Regions from separate parts of the Zea mays genome. Here all the other regions are linked to region 3. Evidence: chromatin contacts called from public Hi-C data. All regions are on one chromosome and are shown on one strand. Each heading gives the region's core, a stretch centred on a gene start, on an enhancer-like site or on the middle of the called end of the contact. The rest is flanking DNA. Distances are from core to core; before and after follow the strand shown. Region 1 holds the start of LOC103632694 (cytochrome P450 81Q32). Region 2 holds the start of LOC100216714 (glycosyl hydrolase family 81 protein). Region 3 holds the start of LOC100285971 (acyl-CoA ligase).

The links. A called contact is a pair of places that touch in the nucleus more often than the background predicts.
Region 1: a contact with region 3 is called in a Hi-C map of leaf, with 7 times the contacts expected there. The contact joins the promoter of LOC103632694 here to the promoter of LOC100285971 in region 3. A contact is called at or near these places in 2 of 25 Hi-C or Micro-C datasets (both in leaf).
Region 2: a contact with region 3 is called in a Hi-C map of leaf, with 6 times the contacts expected there. The contact joins the promoter of LOC100216714 here to the promoter of LOC100285971 in region 3. A contact is called at or near these places in 3 of 25 Hi-C or Micro-C datasets (ear, leaf and tassel).

What each region holds. Positions count from the first base shown.
Region 1 is chr7:108,940,790-108,944,919 of Zm-B73-REFERENCE-NAM-5.0, reverse strand. LOC103632694 (cytochrome P450 81Q32) reads left to right here and starts at 2,431. Exons shown (of 3, transcript XM_020541026.1): 1 at 2,431-3,399; 2 at 3,984-4,130. The coding sequence starts at 2,458.
Region 2 is chr7:108,814,210-108,818,091 of Zm-B73-REFERENCE-NAM-5.0, reverse strand. LOC100216714 (glycosyl hydrolase family 81 protein) reads right to left here and starts at 1,953. Exons shown (of 1, transcript NM_001143119.1): 1 at 1-1,953. The coding sequence starts at 1,777.
Region 3 is chr7:109,297,877-109,301,809 of Zm-B73-REFERENCE-NAM-5.0, reverse strand. It overlaps LOC100285971 (acyl-CoA ligase), which reads right to left and starts at 1,494. Exons shown (of 15, transcript NM_001158860.2): 1 at 1,420-1,494; 2 at 754-1,098; 3 at 528-657; 4 at 172-422; 5 at 1-63. The coding sequence starts at 1,010.

The DNA.
Region 1 (4,130 bases), core at 1,182-3,681, 360 kb after region 3:
CTTGTAGTTCAAACCTACTCCAAAACATTAAAGAGAATAAAAGAAAAGAGAAGAAGGAATAAACCTCATCCCATTAAAACTAACCCAATTTACCAAGTATACCACTAAAGGGTTTTACATAAGCAAGGTTAACTTGTTTAAATTCAAAAAAAAAGACCATACATCTTTAAAGTTGTAAATTCTAAAGCGCATATCATATCATGCATATATCTTACGCATTGCATTCATTAGATTGTAATCTTGCCGACGGAGAGTACGTGCTCATCCCCGAGCAAGGACCTGTCCAAGAGTAGGACCAGGAGCAGGCTTCAGAGGCTGCTATTGAGGATCTCCCCGCAGCCCCAACAATTGAAGGCAAGCCCCGGTTTTATGCATAACCATGTTATTATATGCTACTTTACTACACTTAATGCTTGTAGGATTGCAATGTGCACTTAAGTGTAGGAGTTGCTTGAAACCTCTAGTTGCATGAACTTAGGATTCCTTTTTGAGATGAATACTAGTATGCTAGGTCGAGTAGCTGCTTGCTAATCAGGGTCTCGGTAGAAGTCGAGTGATTTTTCTAGCACTCGCGCGAGGTCAGGAATTGATTGTATTCATCTTGATAATGGGATATATGTTGGTCCGTGGACTTGGATCCAGGGAGGATGCCTTGTCCATGAGACGGGAAAAATGAATTAAGGATTAATGTGTGGATACCTGAGTCAAGCTTTTGAACGTACTAAGCACATGCCGGGAAAAATGGTAACCGGTAAACCTAGTACCTGAGTGAAGCCGGGCGCGGACTTTATCCCTCATGCGACCTGAGACAGGGTCTCCCATGCTAGCTATGGTGGGTACAAGTGCGGTCACTGCACGGCGGCAGCCGGGGTCAGTGGAGCATTGTATGCCAAGGCGGTGAGGCCTGGACGCGAACGGGGAATCGATGGGGACGGTTGTCATGTGTGGGGACGGAGTACCCTGACATGCCGTGTGTTTAGGTTTACCTTGCAAGGTTTTAAAACTCGATTCGAATCGTCTGCTTCTCGCAGCTAATGAGACTGCTTGATTCCTTGTACTGCATCGAGTAAGAAGTGAAATGTGGATTACATGAGATAACTTGTTGATTGAGCTAATTGCTTGTTACCATGTATGCTTAGAAGGAGCAAATCTAGCTAAGTTAATGATGGTAGAACTTGAAAAGCTAAAAATTGATTTTAGAAACAGCTAGTGCTTTTGGCAAACCAAACCCCTCAGCCAAACAGCTGCATAGTCTAGAGGTAGAGGAGTAGACTCCTCACACCGGTTAAGTCTAGCTGAGTATTAGTATACTCAGCCTTGCTTGTGGCACCATTTTTGCAGGTACCATGCAGGATGTAGTTGATGGTGTGACTTGGCCTACCACCCTGCCACCGGGTTGGACGGTCGAGTGGGATGTTGCTCCGGCAGGAGAGGAGCATGAGGAGTAGTGGGCTAGGCCTTGCCCATTTCCTCATTACCGATGACATCGATTATCCGCTGCACTTTATTTTGTGAACTTTATGGCTACTCAAGAACTCCGATTTATGTAATAACTCAGCACTTAATTTGAGGTTTCCTGTTTTATTGTATTTCTTCTGTGACTCACCTTCGAGTGAGATTGTGGAATTTGATCCTGGTTAAGTGGCTCTATCAGACTAGATCTGAGGGACTGACGGGTTATTCCGGTTTAAGTGCGTTACGGCCCCTGAGGCGTGACTTAGGCACTTAAGCTAGAATAATTCGGGTGGTTCTGCCACAGTTGTATTCGTTGGTTTGTGTGAACCAGGCGATCTAGCTCTTGCTGGTGTATGATTCGAGACCCATCTCAGCATCAACACATTTTCTCTCTCAATAAGATGACAACAACTTAATAGTCACACCCCCACAGGATCTCCAATCACATTGACATTACATCATGATTTCATATGGGTCTCAATAGAATCTCCCTTGACACATAATCTATCACTATGTGTGAGTCCTATGAGTCTAACACTATCACTCTAAAGTTTCTCAATTTTTTAGAGCTAGTTTGGAACCAAAGGGAGCCAAACCTAGGGTAGGGAAACCATCCACAAATAACTAAATGTGTTATTTAAATGATATCCACATGGATTGCTTATCATAGAAAAAGGCAGGGATCCTAAAAGTATTTGAGTTTCCAAACTAGCCCTTATTTATCTTGTAGTCTTCGTGTTACCCCTTAGAACCCTTCTTAAGAATCACCATGTGAATATCTCACAATTGTTGTCTCATTCCTATTCTATCATCACTTGAAGCTAATGGCAAGTTGCCAACGCTGTGGGGCCGCGGGGGGCCCAAATACAATTCCTTCTACAATGCCACGTGCCACCAAAGCATCAATGATAGAGGTTATTGATCAAGCAGGTAGCAGCCTATAAAGTTTCCTCGCTCCCAGTCTCACACTCTCACTCCACGGTGTGATCTGAGTAGTCCACCATGGATACCTCGAACGCCTTCGCGGTCGTCACTCTCCTCCTACTCCCGCTGCTTCTCGCCCTAGCGCAACTTGTACGACGTGGATCTCCCCAGTACCCGCCGGGGCCGATGGCTCTTCCTGTCATCGGTCACCTTCACCTGCACCTCTTCGAGAGGCCCCTCCACCGCACCCTGGCGTGCCTCGCAGCTCGCCACGGCACTGTCTTCCAGCTCTGGTTCGGTTCCCGCCGCGTCATCGTCGTGTCGTCGGCTGATGCCGCCAAGGAGTGCCTGGCCACGCTCGACGTGGCGTTCGCCAACCGGCCGCGTCTGCCGTCAGGCCGGATCCTCTCCTACGACTGGACCACCATGGGCACCTCTAACTACGGACCCTACTGGCGGCGCGTCCGCCGCATCACCGTCACCCATATTCTCTCCGTGCACTGGGTGCAGCAGTTCGCCGACGTGCACGAGCGCGAGACGCGGGCCATGGTGCGGGGCCTCTACCGCCCCACGGCCCGCAACGGCGTGCGACGCGCTCGGGTGGAGCTCAAGTCGCGGCTGTTCGAGCTGCTGATGAACGCCATGATGGGGATGGTGTGCGCTAAGAGGTACTACGGCTGCGACGGGAAGGAGAACGAGACAGAGGCGGAGGTGAGCGAGGAGGCGCGGTGGTTCAGGGAGATGGTGGAGGAGACCATGGAGCTGAGTGGCGCGTCGACGGTGTGGGACTTCCTGCCGGCGTGGGCACGGTGGTTGGACGTGGGCGGAGTGGGGCGCCGGCTGTGGCGGCTGCGGGAAAGCCGGACTAAGTTCTTGCAGGGGCTGATCGAGGAGCAGAGGAAGGAGATGGAGAATGGCCCGCAGCCGCAGGCACGGAAGACCATGATCGGAGTGCTGCTTACGCTGCAGAACGAGGACCCCGACGCCTGCCCGGACAACCTCATCCGCACCATGTGCATTGTCAGTAATCACTAATCACCTCCTTTCCTACTGGGTATTTGCTTCTTATTTTACGATGAATCTTCTGGGAAAAAATCCCTATTTATATCTCCAAGCATACTGATCTATCATGTCCCTAATCCCTATTCATATCTGTCTGACAACGCGCCCGGCAATAGTTGGAGGAGTATTCGGCTTGCTGTGAAAAGCACCGCTGAAATCTTGCTCACGATCCAATGTCAGAATATGAAGTTTCATGCATGGAGTTCATGGTCTGGATCCTCTAGAAGAAAGATGCGTGCCTCTGATATTGACATAATTGTAAACATACTGTTTCTTATCTCTAAAACCATAGACAAAATATTGGCCTGAGCATTTATTCACTAAAATTTATCTCACTACTGATCGAAAGCCAGATCTTGCACCATATTTTGAAAAGGTTTTAAAAAGGGACTTATATTCTGTAAAATTTGAACACGGACGTACAAGGCATATACATGTGTCACTAATTGCCAAATACTGTCTATATTCCAAAATAAATTAATTCCTACAAACATAAAGTAGTAATGGTGTAATTTTAAGTTGTATTTCTCTCTTTTTAATAGAGTTCCCTCGAAGCTGGAACAAGTACTTCAGCGGACGCAGTGGAGTGGGCGATGTCCCTCCTGTTAAACAACCCTGGCGCGCTGGCGAAGGCTCAAGAAGAAATAGACGCATGCGTAGGGCAACCAGCACGCCTAATCGAGGCGGCC
Region 2 (3,882 bases), core at 704-3,203, 480 kb after region 3:
GCACGGGCAGCAGCTGGATCCCCAGCCGGCACTCCTTCCACTCGGGCGGCGCGAACCACAGCCCGCTGTCGCGCTTGTTGGCCCACAGCACCCCAACCACGCGGTTGTTCCCGCTGAAGTCGTCCTCGTAGATGCCCTCCCCTTCCCGGACGTGCCACCACGTCTGGGCCGCCAGCATCTCCAGCGCGGTGAGCGTCGCGCCCACGGAGACGAGGTGCGCGTCCCCGTAGCTGAGCCCCACAAGCGCCGCCGAGTAGTAGGCGTTCACGGCCTCGCTGGTGCTCTCCTGGTTGCGCCCGTCGGCGAACTCCGTCAGGCCCCCGGCCCACGAGTGCAGCTTCCAGAGGTCGAACATCCGCAGGCGGGTGAAGCTGGCGCCGGCCTTGTTGCGCGACAGCGTCATGAAGTCGGCCACCATGGAGTAGGCCTGCGGCATGTACTTGCGGCCCCAGCACGGGTCGATCTTGGACAGCACCGCGATGGCGTACAGGAAGTAGCCCAGGTGGTAGTGGTGGTCGTTGTAGATGCCGAACCCGAAGTCGGCGCCGGAGTCCTTGAGCCCCTGCAGCGTCACCAGCCCGCCCCATTTGGCGTCGTAGAAGAAGCCGTTCCCCTGGAAGCTGCCGTCCAGCCACGGCGTCACAGCGGCCTTGAGGAACTGCTGCACCGCCGGGATCACGTCGGGGCACCCCACCTCCTCCGCGATCAGCGCCAGCCGCGCCGCCCGCGCGATCGCCTTCCCGTAGAAGTAGGACGAAGTGGTGGTTATCGCGGTGGACGCGAGGCCGGCCACGTCAGCTCGCAGCGCGGCCACCACTTCGGCGACGCCGTCCTCGCTAACGCCGCGGGTCGAGTGCCACGTCGGGGAAACAGGGTCGGTGCGCAGGACCCAGGCGTCGCCGACCACGCCGACCATATCGCCGTCGATGCTCCGGTACCGGAAGTCGTCGAGCACCCGCACGGGGCAGTCGTCGGCGAGCAGGCGGAGGTGGAGCGGATGCGCGAGCATGAGCAGCTCCCCGGGCCCGTCCTTGCGCCAGGCGTAGTCGACGCAGAAGGGCCGGCTCAGGGCCGCGTGGCCGGCGGTCGGGAAGCAGCGGCTGTAGCGGTCGAGGACCGGCTCCATGGACGCGTCGGGGAGGTAGGCGACCCGGATGGCTCCGGCGAAGCCAGGCGCGGAGAGCTGCGTGGTGGTGGTCTGCGCGAGGCGGATCGGGGCCGACGCGTAGAGGAGGAAGGTCTGGCCGCTGTTCATCCCGAGGCGCCACTTGGTGCCGGAGTCGTCGCAGGAGGCGACGTCGAGGAAGGCATGGACGGACGCGACGGAGATGTCGACGGCGCCGGCCGTGGTGGTGACGGTGACGTACGGGCATCCGCGGACGAGGTGCGCGCGGAGGGACGGGGAGACGTCGAGCGTGACGGAGAGGTCGTCGAAAGCCGAGACGCAGTGGCGCTGCGCGCTCCCGGCGGCGTCGGAGACGGTGAGGTCGGGGACGAAGGTCTGGATGACGAAGGACGGCGAGTGGTTCCGCGAAGGGTAGCAGATGTCGAGAGCGGCGCCTCCGGGGGAGCGGACGGAGTACGGGTGGACGTACTCCGGCTGGTCCCCGTTCTTGAGCACGAAGTTCTGGAAGAAGGAGTTGGTGGGGAGCGGCGCGGCGAGGAGCGGCGGCGCGAAGAAGCGGGACGGGTCGGGCACCACCGTGGACGTTGCGCGCGGGAACACGGGGCCCCCCGGCGGCGGCGCCGGCGGGCGGTGGCTGCCGTGGTGCGGCATGGCGGTGGGGACGAAGGGGGGAAGCTCCGGCGGCTGCGGCGGGATCGAGACGGGTTGTGAGGAAGGCAGACCGGGTTGTGCGGGCCTGGGCCTGGGCCTAGGCCTGGGCTGGGAGAAGGCGAAGCGCGGCTTGGTCGTGACGATGCGGGAGAGGGTGTGGCCCAGCTTCCTCGTCCACTTCCGCATCTCGCCGCCTGCTCGGGCTGGTGCTTTATACCCCTGGCGTGGTATCGGTTGGGCTGGGCTTTGACTGGGCCAACGCGGTGAGATCTGACAACAAACAGTCCTCCGGATCCGAGGCGACAGGTCGGCGTGTCCCTGCGCGTCACACAGTAGAAAAAACGAAATACTATAGATGTTTTAAAATCTTGGATTTTGTAATAAGCACCGGAGCCACGGGTATGGTGTTTAATTTTGATTGGGTGGACAGCGATGATTAGCGGCTAAGCGTTGGAAACGCGGAAAGACGCTTGAAGGGAAGCAATGATTTAATTATGTCATGTTTTCTTAGCACACGAGGATGATTGTACTGGCATTGGTTGAGCTGAAGCGAAGGGGACGGGAGGAGACGACAATGAACACAAACCTGATCTGGAAAGAGACACACGGGCGTGGAGAAGGTGGAGCAGTTCCGACACGGCCTACCTCGTTAACTAGATGGAGATGGAGATGGAGATCAGGGACGCCGGCCTTCTTCGCGTCCTTTGGTTGGAGTGGTTGCGATGCAGCTGGATGGACGGGTGGTTACCCTCAACCGCGGCCGCCGCGGCTCACGTCGACTACGAAGACGCAGCAGCAGCAGCGCAGGACGACAGGACCCCGGCCGTGTCCCGCGTCGTAAGATTTGCTTGGCACCGGCGGGGCCGGGGGCGGTTGGTACGTGCGGGCGACGCCACGAAACGTGTCTCCGGCGATCAGATCGGTCTGATGTGATGTGAATGTGGCCTCTTCCCGGGCGGCGGGCGAGGGAAGCAAGGGATGACGGGCTTGCCGTGGCGGCGAATGCTTGCCCGCGAAGCGAGTGGCAGAGCCAAGACGGCCGGCAACCGCAACCGCAAGGGGCCCGTCGGGCTCGTCGTTGCTTCCTTCGTTCCGGGGCCAACACGAAGCTTTGTCTGATTGTCTCCGGTTGGACGCGCGCGGCGGCAACGAAGAAGCCCGCCATGTACCAATGCATCCCACGTTGCTGCTCTTCTGCTTGTTCCACTGTCGTCGCGCTATTGACATCAACTGATATTTCCTAAGTCAAAATTCATCACAATTCATTACAATACACTCTACTCCACATTGAATTTAAATAACCAAACAAAGCCTCTCTCTGGTTATCCTCGTTCCATGTGGATTGGAATTGATGAGATTACTAGGAATTTAAACTCATTTAATCACATCCAATCCACGTAGATTGAGATTAAAACGAGCAGGTCCTAAAACTGTGCTGGGTGTAGCAAAGGAAAAAGGGAACGAACAAGAGCGGGATGGGTAAGACATCACTCTTGAACTGAAATGGGGAAGGCGGCTTTAAAATGCAGGTATAGGATAAGCATCAAAGTAAAGATCGAGGGATGACAAGGGTTAAGGTGATAACGGACAAACACACAACAAAGGATGTATTTTAGACAAAACTTGCAAGGTATCAAAGAAGAGGGAGCAGTCAATGATGAAATAGATGAGGCTTTATCCTCGAACATGGATGGAAAAGAGGAGGCTTTAAAGGGTAGGTTCCAAGTAAGCATGAGGGCAAGGGCATAGATATCACGAGGGTTTAAAGGCGATAACGGACAATGATGTAGAAGAGGAGGTAAATGCGCATAATAACCAAGGATATAAGTACCATAAAGGATGGAGTTCAGACAAGACCTGCAAATGAAAAAGAAGGAGGTACGTCCAAGGGCCAGATAGGTAAACAGCCACTCTCCAATTGAGGTGGAAGAGAGGAGATTTTAAAGAGCCATAATAAAGATGAGTATCAAGGCAAGATCGATGGATGACAAGGAGGTGGTGATAGCAAATAAAACACATAGCAAAGGATGGAATTGAAACAAAACTTGTAAGGCGACAAGAAGTGAAAAGAAATCAAGGGAGAGGTGGGTAACTCGCAACTCTCA
Region 3 (3,933 bases), core at 245-2,744:
ATGTCAATAGCAATTGCAGATCCCTTCGGCAGTTCCAGGGCATCAATTGCATTGGCCACTAGGCTGCTCTAGACATAGGGAGAGAAATTGGTTACAGGATCAGATTATGATGAATCAAAAGCTTGGCTATGATCAAAACTGGCAAAACTTCTTAGAGCAGTATACGGTTACCAAACTTTCTTCCTCAAGTCCTCCAAAGACATGAAGTTAAGAGGATCAGAGTCCTTCCCTTCATCCCTCCATACAATGGCCGGACCGTCGGAGCTCCTCCCGGGTTTAGCAGTCAAGCAATTAACAGCAGCGTTGAGCTCGGCGCCTGGTAGCCACTCGCCACCAGGATATGCAGTGTTCTCTCTCCAGATGCAGGATGGCTCTACGCTGAATTGGATACCCATATCCTCAAATACCATCTTCCAGTACGCCTGTCCTTGGAACCGACGGATCGGTCTGAGACGGTAAGCTCACTTTTGCAACAGTAACAAGCAACAAACGGAATCAAACAGTACAGTAGTAGTAGCTTATATCACCTCTGGGTTCTCGTTGGAGAACTTGTGGAGGTCTGGGAAGCTGGTGATGGGATCCTTGTACGCGTCGCCGATCAAGTTCCTACCACGCGCCTCGAGGACACGGCCGACATTGGTCAAGACAGACTCCTTGCTGAAAAAGTTTTCCCCGCAAAAATCAGAGGGACTCGGAAGAGGTAAAAAAACATCTTTTAGGCGAGTTGGTTGAACGGAAAGATCGGGGCTTTACGGGTCGGGCGTCCAGGCCGGCGGCGTGGGGGACGGGAACCCGGCGAAGCAACCGTAGTAGAGCATCCGGTGGACGGCGAAGGGGACAGACGGACAGAGCACGGACCGGCAGAGCTCGCCCCACACTTCGGTGGGTCCGTGCGAGTCGAGCGCGCGCCGGAGCGCTGCGTGGAGCGCGGTGGCGTCCGACCCAGGCGCCGCCGCGGCGAGGTCGTCAACGGTGATCGCCCCAAGGGGCTTGTGCAACGTGGTGGCCATGGCGTGGCGGTGGCCGGTGGCGCTGCTACAGCTAAAGCTGCTACTGATGTTGAGCAGGAAGATGAGAGAAGAAGGCAGAATTCCTTTCCTGAATAGAATAAAAGTACGGAGTATATAGCAGCAGCAGAACAGAAGAAGATTTCTCGGACCGGTACACCAAACTCGAGAGCAACGTAAATAGAATAATACGAAGGCGGAATACAACGATTCATCCTAAATCCACGTATTCGTATTTTCATTCATATTTAAATATTTCTCCCTTCTCTATATCCCATCTTTTCTTCGATCATTATTCCTATTCAAGTATTTGACTTATACATCAGTTTTAAAATTTTAAAACATACAATATTTATAGTACTATAATATATATTGTTATCAGATAATCAAATTTAAAAATAATAAAACTTACAGTTACAAATGCTCATTAGCAAAGAGGGAGAGATCATTGCTCCTCTTGAAGGGTTTTTTTCCTTCTCTCACCCTCAAGAGAGGGAGGAGGAGGCGGTGCCATTCGAGCGTTTATGAAGGTGTCCACATACGGAAAATTGCAGGAGAGCAAAGAGCAAACGTGGTGGACTGTTGGAGGTTGCTTAAGATTGACTTTTTTTACTTCTATATTTAAACGAGCTTCCCTCTTATAAGATCCATCAATATCCTCTAAAAGAATCATCTATGTTCTCTAAAGCAACATCTAAATAAAGAGCATTTTTCATTAATTATATATAGACTCTTTTCCTCTTCTATATCTATTTTTATATTTTAGACAACGAATTAAACAAAAATAAAATATGTATAATATATTTGATGGTATAATAAATACATACAAAAAATCTAAAATAGAATATATCTTTAATACGACGGATGGAGAACAAGACATAGAAAACGCTTTTGTAGAAAAATAATATATAGAAGAGAGAATCATTTAAAAGTGTAAGGAGTGTTTGGTTTCTAGGGACTAATGTTTAGTCCCATCATTTTATTTTATTTTATTCTATAAATTGTCAAATATAGAAACTAAAATAGAGTTTTAGTTTCTATATTTGATAATTTTGGAACTAAAATGGTATAAAATGTAGGGACTAAAAATTAGTCTCTAGAAATCAAACACCCTTTAAGATAAATATAAAAGAGAGAAAGAGGATATGTTCGGACACAGTCAGTTAAGATAGAGGGGAGAACTGAGCTAGCCATTTAACTTTTTTTACCTAAGATTAATTCTTCAGTTGTACAAGTTGCTGCAGAGATAGGCAAGAACCAAACCAGTCGGTACTCCTGCTCCAACTAATAATTGGGGCATACAGACGACATACGGAGTACAGTGGACAAGTGGCCGAGAAAAATATGATATCCCGCAGTCTTTACATGGCACGGGGAACGAGCTGGGCGACATATAATTTGCTCCGTTAACGTCTTCGTAGCATCTTTTTCCCCCCTTTCAGTTTTGTGACTCAAGCGGACTCTTTGATTGTATCTGATACCGACCGTAGGCTCTCTTTCGACACTTTTTAAAAAGTTCTACCAAATATTTTGTAGGCGAAATAATTTTTCAGTAAAAATAGAGAAGCCGAGGCCTTTGGAGCAGAACTCTTCAAAGACGGCTCTACCTCCGTTGAACCAGCCTCTCCTGCTATGCCAAACACTGAAACGGCTTTTTAATACATATTCACTCTATGTTTAGAAAAATGCATTATTATTATATGTATGATATCAAACAAATATCATTAGTTCCATTACAAAATATATTGTTATAACAAACTGATTTGGTGCTATAAACAGTATATTTATTAGAAACTTGGTCACAAATAAACCTCTTTAACTGACATGCAATCCATAGTCGTATTCTTTTTTTTCTCTCCTCACAGCCGCAGCGCTGCCCTCTAGCAACTCTCAAGCCGGCGGATTTTTTCTCCCTCCCTCAGACATACCTTTAAAATTTTTCCCTATATTATTTTTTTGCATAACATCATCAACATTTCATCTCCTTTTTTTTATCTTCCACAGCAGTTCCTCATATATTCTCCCCTTATACCGCACTACAACTATATTATTTAACTATATTTATCTTTTATTATTATTTTTTCAACTATTAAATAAGTGAGCACTCTGTAAGGGGGGGCTACAGTGGTCCCCTTGATCTAGGAGATAGGCACGCGACCTCCCCTTGAACTGCAACACGTAGAGGTCCCCTACGCATATACAGTGCAAGGGGAGGGGGCACGACGCGGCTGCCGCTGCATGCAGCCTCATTTCTTGCTGTTGCCCTGGACTGTTCATTCCTTGTATTTTATGTACGTAAGTAATTTATAGCAGAGAAAAAATTAATAGAAAGTAGTGAAAGAAAATAATATTTTATATTATAGTGGGGTATATTGGAAGAATTAAAAAAACTGTTACTGAAGATAAAAAAGAAAAGGATGAAAACTTGGCGATATAGCACAAAAAAAAGATATAGAAGGAAAAATATAGAAGGCCCACTGCGAACAGTCTTAGAAGAAGGGACCGGTGGTTGTGACATACATGTAAGATAAGATCTATCACCCTCACACTATAGCCTTTACATACTCCTTTCGTCCTAAGATAGTTAATTTATATGATTCAATTTTTTAAAATATTGTTATTCCTATTTCATAATGCACATTTATTTTTCTCTTACGGGGCGTTTGGATTCATTCTTTTTGGAGAAACTAGAATTTACTTAATAAAGTAACCTATTTAGCTTTGAATTTAACATTCCACCACTTTCCAAAGTTCCGATATAAGCTTATCTCGAATTCATAGGGTGAATGATGAGAAATGATTTTATGTATCAGTAGAATTTATTTCTACTCTACAACTTATAGGACGCTATTCGGCTTACTCATCTATAGTAAAAATGTACACATAAATATCTCTGACATCTTGCTAATAATAGTATATAAATATA